Regions from separate parts of the Hordeum vulgare genome. Here region 2 is linked to region 1. A link is a contact called in public Hi-C data. All regions are on one chromosome and are shown on one strand. Each heading gives the region's core, a stretch centred on a gene start, on an enhancer-like site or on the middle of the called end of the contact. The rest is flanking DNA. Distances are from core to core; before and after follow the strand shown.

The links. A called contact is a pair of places that touch in the nucleus more often than the background predicts.
Region 2: a Hi-C map of leaf shows a contact between it and region 1, with 5 times the contacts expected there. The contact joins two enhancer-like sites. A contact is called at or near these places in 2 of 6 Hi-C or Micro-C datasets (leaf and seedling).

Annotation. Positions count from the first base shown.
Region 1 is chr5H:499,053,992-499,057,996 of MorexV3_pseudomolecules_assembly, reverse strand. No RefSeq gene overlaps it. Among protein-coding and RNA genes, the nearest start is that of LOC123397183, 15 kb to the left of the region's middle. Within about 2 kb of position 1,951, at least 2 of the 3 cell types and tissues checked have open chromatin away from gene starts, as enhancers often do. A contact at or near this core is called in leaf, where this site is marked.
Region 2 is chr5H:499,307,034-499,311,038 of MorexV3_pseudomolecules_assembly, reverse strand. No RefSeq gene overlaps it. Among protein-coding and RNA genes, the nearest start is that of LOC123400062, 12 kb to the left of the region's middle. Within about 2 kb of position 2,263, at least 2 of the 3 cell types and tissues checked have open chromatin away from gene starts, as enhancers often do. A contact at or near this core is called in leaf, where this site is marked.

The sequences.
Region 1 (4,005 bases), core at 702-3,201:
AAATTAGAGAAATGTCAGGTTTTATAAAGTAGCATCTGAACTTTCGTATTTTTCAGACCATGGAAATTATAAATTAATGATTTCTATGTTTTATAAGGATACATATTTATTTATTGTTTATTGCCTTTTTATTAAAAGAAAACAGTTATAACTCGGCCTATGGGCGGGGTTCGCCCTCGCCATCCCTTGGCGAAAGATGAAGGGGTTCCGTTGGTGGATCCCGGCAGATCCCGAAATCACTAATTAAGGTGTATACATTCCAAATGCCGCTTTTATCTTTCCATGTTGTGACAAGTGATGCATAACATGAAAGTTTTTCTTTTTTCATAGATCTGTTTATTTAAAATATTTTATCTTTTAGACCGTGTGTTCAAATATCGAACCGTTTTCAACGTTGGATTTCCCGCGTCGAGAACTTCAAAACCAGAACTCGTGTTGATAGGATTTGAAGTTTTTTCATAAAAAGAACGAAAAAACGGAGAAAGGAATCGTGCCTCTCACGAAAAAAATACATTTTTCCCGTTTTCGAGAGGTACGGCCTTATCTCCTACGGAAGCAAATCCATACCTCTCGTGAAAGCAAGACCGTGACTCTCAAAGAAGAAAAAAAATAAAAACACGTTGTTTCATTTCCGAGAGGCATGATCATGCGTCTCGTAGAAAAACCATATTTTTTCGCTTCGGAAAGGGACGGTTGTGCCTCCCATGTACGCAAATCCGTTCCTCTTGTGAAAAAAACATGTTTTTTTCGTTTTTGAAAGACACGGCTGTGCCTCTCAGGATAGCAAAATTACACCTCTCTTGAAAGAAAAAATTATGTTTATATATGCAAAAAAATTGAAATTTGTTTTTGTCCAAAAGTTAAGAAAGACTAGTGAAAACCTGAAAAGCCGAAAAAACTGAAAAATAGCCGAAACATAAATCTGAAGGAAGCATCCACAACATGACACATGAAGATGGCTTTAAACGCATCAAATGACGGCGCCTGTGATTGTTGGGAGGCTATCAAAGAAGCTTTTCTCGATTAGTTGCTCTCGACAGATCCTATTTGACACCCGCAGGCGTCAAAAGACGTGGCTTCCGTAAAGCCTGGCCACTCGACGTCCCAGTTTGGACCGGCCCGTGCCCTACCTTTTCTTCCTTTTCCTGTTTCTTCCATTACTTTTTTCTTTTTCTGTTTCTACTTTTTATTTTCTTTGCTTTTACTTTTTTATTTTTTTGCGTATTATACACAATTCATTGCATGTATATATACAAAAATGGCCATCGTATTTTAAGGATGTGTTTGCCCTATTTAATAAAATGCTCAAGATAGTTTCAAAAACGTTCATTGTGTGTTCTAAAATTGTTCAACATATATTTACGAAAAAGTTCAATGTGTACTCCCTCCGTTCCGAAATATAAGACCTTTTAGAGATTTGACTATAGACTACATACGGAGTAAAATGAGTGAATCTACACTCTAAAATATGACTACATACATCCGTATGTAGTATGTAGTGAAATCTCTAAAATGTCTTATATTTAGGAAGGAGGGAGTATTAAATATTTTTCAGCATATATCATTAAATTTTTCGTTGTGTATTTAAATATTTGTTCAGTGTATACTACAAAATGTTCTGTGTGCATTTAAAAACTGTTAAACATATGTCAAAATATGTTCAATGCAAATGGGCCGGCCCGCTTGCGATTCTCTTAAGCCGGAGGTCGTCATTTTGACGCTAACCGGCATCGAGCAGGGACTCTCGTCGATCACCGCCCGGCGAACGAATCAGTAGATGGGAGCTCCTCCTTGGCAATCGGTCACTAGATCGTCCATGAAAATGGACGCACATAACTGGGGAACATTCCCAAGGAAACGGGGTCCTGGCAAACCGATCGTTCCACGGGAACCTTCCGTTCGAGCGAACGAAAAATGTTTGCTAGGCGGAAGCCCACCCAGCGAACGGGGTGCTCCTATACGGCGCTACAGGCGCCCATTCCCGCTCCTGGCGCTCCGGGCCAGCCCAATAACAGTTGAATTTAATAAAAAAGAAGTAAATAAATAAATACTTATAAAACAAATCGGTATATTAAAAAAGTTCATCAATTTTAAAATACTTCATAAAAGTTTTATAAAGTCAACCGAATTCAAAAAAGTTCACTGATTTTAAAGAAACTTTCATCGAATTTAAAAATTGTTCATAATTTTTTTAAATTCATCGAATTTTATAAACATTCACCGATTTTGAAAAAAAGTTCATCAAACTATATAAAAATTCAATATTTTTGAAAAATTTCACAGATTATGAATTTTATTTACTGATTTTGAAAAAAGTTCATCGAATTTGATAAAAGTTCATCATTTTTGGAAAAGTTTATAAAATTTGAAAACAAATCACAGATTTTGAAAAAATGTTCATCGTTTTTTTAGAAAAAATCATTGAATTTTATAACACAAGTTCATCAAACTTGTAAAAATTCATCCATTTTGAAAATAGTTCAGCATAATTTATAAAACAATAATTCATAATAATTAAAAAAAAGTTAACTAAATTTTACAAAAAAAATCATGTAATTGAAAAAGGAAGAAGAATAAAATTAAATATGAAAAGAGGAAAAAGAAGAAGTGGAAAGTGAAAAAAGAAAAAGAAAGAAAAAAGAAGAAGACGTAAGAGGAAAGGAGAAAGAGGGAAAGAAGCATTACTGGAGGAGCTCATGCGGGACGGTGGATTGGTTAGTCCATCACACTCTTGAGAGTCAAATGCATGTATCGTCCTCAAACTTGGTGGCGATGTCCACAATGGTCCTCAAAGTCACAAACTGCTTCAATACGGTCCTAGAACTTGAGAATACCGCTTCAATACGGTCCTTAAACTTGAGAGTAAAATGCATGTATGGTCCTTCAATTTGGTGGCTATGTCCACAATGATCCTTAAACTCAGAAACTGCTTCAGTACGGTCCCAGAACTTGAGAATACTGTTTTAATACGGTCCTTAAACTTGATAAACCCGTCTTATGATATGTTTCACATACTCCCTCCGGTTCCAAATATTTGTCTTGAATTTGTCTAGATACGGATGTTCTAACACTAAACATGTCTAGATACATCCATATCTAGACAAACTCAAGATAAATAATATGAACAGAAGGAAGTACATTTCTTGTACTCCACAACTTTTTTCTTCAGAAAAACGTCTCATAATTTATTTAATTACAAAAAGCCTAATGCCAGAAATATGGGTTGCACATGTCGGTACGGGAAAAGGAAAAACAATAGCTATATGGAGGATCGAACCTAAAGAACTGGAGACTATCGGTCAATTAGTGCACACAAGCAAACCACCAGGTCCTCAGTTGCTTCACGTAAATTGTTGAGCTAGAGGTTATCTTTCTATGTACCTCTTCAAGCATTTTTTTATGTAATTTTGTGTATGGCGTAACTATAGGCCCGCACAAGTTTGTTTTATTCTTTTCAATATATCTATTTTCTGAATTTCAAAATAAATTTTCCATAAAACTTAAACAAAGTGTTAGTCCATTTAAAAAGATCAACATATTTTTAGAAATATTTCATGTGTACTAAAAACTATAATAGTGTTTTTGAAAAGTATTTCATGTGTATTAAAAATTGCAAACGTGTTTTTGAAAAATGTTCGTCATGCATTCAAATAATGGTCAACATGTACTAACAATATATTGCTTAAAATAATTCTTACATTTCCAAAACCACACTTAACATGCTTTTATTACGTTTCTAGAATTTATTATTATGACACAATAATTTTAAATACACACTGAACACTTTTCAAAATACAACATTGCCATTTTTTTTAATAATTGAGTATTTTAAGTATAGAATGAAATACACAATAATTGTCCGTGCTTGTGGCCATTTTTTAAATGCATAACAAACATTTTTTAAAGACGTTTGTAATTTTTTGTTACACGTGTAACATTTTCCAAGAAGATATTTACAGTTATTAATACACATGAAATTTTCCCACTTAGGTTTTCCTTCCATTT
Region 2 (4,005 bases), core at 1,014-3,513, 250 kb before region 1:
GACTCGACGCGTTTGTTTTGAGCTCAGGTAGTGTATTCGACTTGGGTATCGGGAAGCTCCGATTTCAAACTAGTTTTACCGAATACGAGATCTGTTTGTTTTGAGCGTTCTTCTCCCGGTTTTCTAATCACCTTCGGTCTTGCCGTTTTTGGTCTCGCGAGCAGAAGCATCGGAAGACAGGACCTCAGACCTGAAAGCGCCAAACTCCTAACCTACGATTCGAACCCCGGACTTCGCCCCGATTGGTTCGGCGTTTTCCAGCCCAAAACAACTGTATGACTTTATGTGATGTGGCAACTGTTTGACTTTATGTGATGTGGCAACGGTTATAGCTAGCAGCCGGCAGTCGGGGCGTTTTTCAAGTCGGAGTTGTAAAAAAATCCGACCGGATCCTAAAATCACGCTTGCTTCGGTTGTTTTGGTGGCGTTAGTTCATTACAGCCGAAAGTTTTTACAGGCCAAGCAACAGGTGTATTCTTATCCGCCGGTTTTATATTTGTGAATGGTATAATACCTTCGTAAACCGTCGCCGGTTTTATATTTATGAACGGTATAATACCTCCGTAAACCGTTACACCTGTAAAAACAAAACGACCTTCCAAACGGAGCCTAAGTCACGCGTAGGCTGTGCTTGCCACTATGACAAGCAAGCTCAATTGAAGAAATGGGCGACAACGACGCAACACTTGAAAAAAAGAGTAAAATGACTACATTTTTTGAAATACAAACAGTTTTTCAAATGTCCCAAACATTGTATGAAAAACAGGAACATTTTTCGAAATGATGATTTTCTTTTCTGAAACATGATTTTTTTTGAATTTGCAAACACATTTGAAAACATGGACTTTTTCAACTTTGTAAACAAATTTGGAAACCTAGAACAATTCTTGAAATTCCAGAACATTTGTTGCATTGGCGACAAATGTTCACATCTCATTCTGCACATAATTTGAAAGTGGAAACATTTTTTTAAATCCTTGAACACTTTCACAACATGATTGTTTTTTAAATTTGTGAACAAAATTTAAATGTGGGAGCATTTTTCCAAATTTTTATTTTTTCAAAAATAAGTATTTTTAATTTTTTTGAACAAGTTTGAAATTGGGAACATTTTCTGTTTTTTTTAAACGCAAACATTTTATACTTTGGAACATTTTTCATAAGACACGAACAAATATTTGAAATTCTAAACTTTTTGGAATTTCTGCACAAAATTTCTATACTTATGAACATTTTTTCTCGTTATTAATTTTTTTAAAAATATGAACAATTTTTGGAAACACGCACACCTTTTTTGAAACTCCCCTGAATAAAATTAAAACCATGAACATATTTTGAAATTTGTGAATTTTTTGCAAACTAGAACATTTTTTGCAAACGTGAACATTTTTTGAACCTCCAGAGTTTAAATGAAAGGAAGAATAGAAAAAACGAAATAGAAAGAAAAGGAAAAACAGAAAAAGGGAAAGATGAGAGAAAAAAAGAACAAAGAAATATTTTGAACTCCCGAACATATTGTTTAAACATAAAAAGGGAAACATTTGTGAACATATTTTAAAAAGTGTAACATTTTTAAACGCCCAATTTTTTTCAAAAACAAAGACAATTTTTTAAAAACTGTGAACATTTTTAAAAAATTCGAAAGAAAATTCGAAAACACGAACAGTGTTTGAAAACATAAACTTTTTTGGAAAAAACAAGCATATTTTGAAACTCCCGAATGATAATTCAGAAATGCGAACATTTTTTGAAATTCTCAAACATATTCTTAAACACGAACATTTTTCGAATTTATGAACTAAATATGAAATCATGAAAAATGGAACATTTCATAAAATTCGGAACAAAAACACCAAATCATGAACATTTTTTCAAATATTGAACATTTTTTAAAATCGCAAATAAATTAGGAAACAATTTTTTTGAAACATAAACATTTTGAAGTTCTATTTGTTTGAAATTTTGAACATTTTTATATTGCTAAAAAATTAGAAAATAGGACATTTTTCAAAATTCGAAACAAATTTTGGAACATGAAACATTTTAGAAATTTCTGAATCAAAATTGAAAAAAAATGAAAAAATAAAATAAGAAGGAAAGGAGAAGCAGAAAAATAGAAAAGAAAAGCAAAAACCAATTGAAAAACAGAATAAACAGAAAAAAGACAGCACAGAAAAAAAACTCAGCCGCATTATGCAATGCTGAAAGTGGGCTGGTCCATGCGCGTCGCTTGCATCCGTCCCTCTGTGCGAAGCCTGGGCAATTCGCTGCTTCAGCAACGAATAGGATTTTCGTCGAAAGATGCCGCCACCTAATATGAAGTGGGCCAACTAAACGGGGGATACTGTTATAGAAAGCGTTGTAATTATTTTTTAACACAATATTGATGCAACCATTTATATATACACGCATAAATTCATTTTTAAAAGTACACACATATTCTATCTCTATGAGTATATCCAAGAGATTGAATCGATATATCATGTTGAGATTTACGAAGTCATCATAGATATCTCGTCGTGGACAGAGACATCTCTCCCACTCAAAGTTTATCGCTGAAAATTCTAAATAAAATAAAATAATGCAAGTATCAGGATTTGAATTCTGATAAACTAAAAATATCACTATCCTTATAATTATCCAACAATAGATTGATTTGCAAAAACACTTTAATCGGAAGCCGTGACATTTCCATCGAACCAAAGGCATAGACCAAGGTTAATCCAGGCAAATAAAAGTGCCTACTGCGCGTCCGGCTGATAACTCGTCATGCTCCCTCAATGCACACATCCCACGGAAAAACATGGAACGCATGTACTCCCTTCGTTTCTAAATATAAGTCTTTAAAGAGGTTTCACTAATGGACTACATACCGATATATATAGACATATTTTAAAATATAAATTCATTCATTTTGTTTCGTATGTAGACTCTTAATAAAATATTTTAAAAGATTTATATTTAAGAACGGAGGGAGTAGCACGCATTGCAGCACCCCAACGCCGCGACGCTCGGAGCACCGCTCTCCTCCACTCGCAGTATCGGCCACGGGAGTTGCAATACGGTCGTTGTGCAAAAGCACCTTGCCGCAGCACCGTTGCAGACCCTTGGTTATCCCATTCATCCCATATGTTAGATTTTTTCACCATCTCCAACTCTCCGAATATCAACATTCTTGCAAACTAACCCGTAGTTGAATGGTTAGAGGGACAGTGATACTTTTAGCCCACCAGGTTTCAAGTCCTGATGCTTGCATTATTTCAGGATATGTTTTTTTGGATTAACATTTTTTCTCTCATTCACTTGTTTTCCTTCGTCCTCAAGCTCCCTTCCCTCGCATGATTCTGCTTGCGGCAAGCTAGTGTTGGATCGCCGCGTTTGCAACGACCACCTACAACTCGTAATAGGGACTTGTGCTCGACAGCCCCGCTCGCAACCATGGACGCATACCTCACCCTTATTTGTCTTCTTGCAACCTCTTCATCATTGTTCGCGTCCCTCGCCATGGTCGCCTCGTCTTGCATCTACCGGCCATGGATGTGTCGCTCCTTTGGTAGCGCAGTACCTAGCACCGCCCGTCACAATTTGCAGTGTGTGACCCTATGATTGCAACATCGAGTTGTATCACCCTGTCATCCTCATTGACAACGCTCACAACGCTCGTTGGCGCCCGTCCGTTGCCCTCTCGCCGTCATCTCCCTCGCTGACTATAACCATGAAAGCAGAATAAAAAGGTGGATGTAGCTTAGGTTGGTGCCGGTTGCAGTTTACCGCGGTAGAGCTCCATGCCATCCTGGAGCCCACCCAGGACGAGGCCGAGGTCAAGGCCAACCGGGAGCTCCTCCGACAGAAGCAGGTGAAGGCTGATGCGCTTTTCGCCGAACTTGAGGCGGACATGAAGGAGGAGGAGGAGGAGGCTAGAGCGGAGCAGGCGAAGGCGTCAGAGGGGGCAAGGTGCAGCTGTTGTGCATGTATCCGCCGAGAGGACGGATATAGTCGACATCT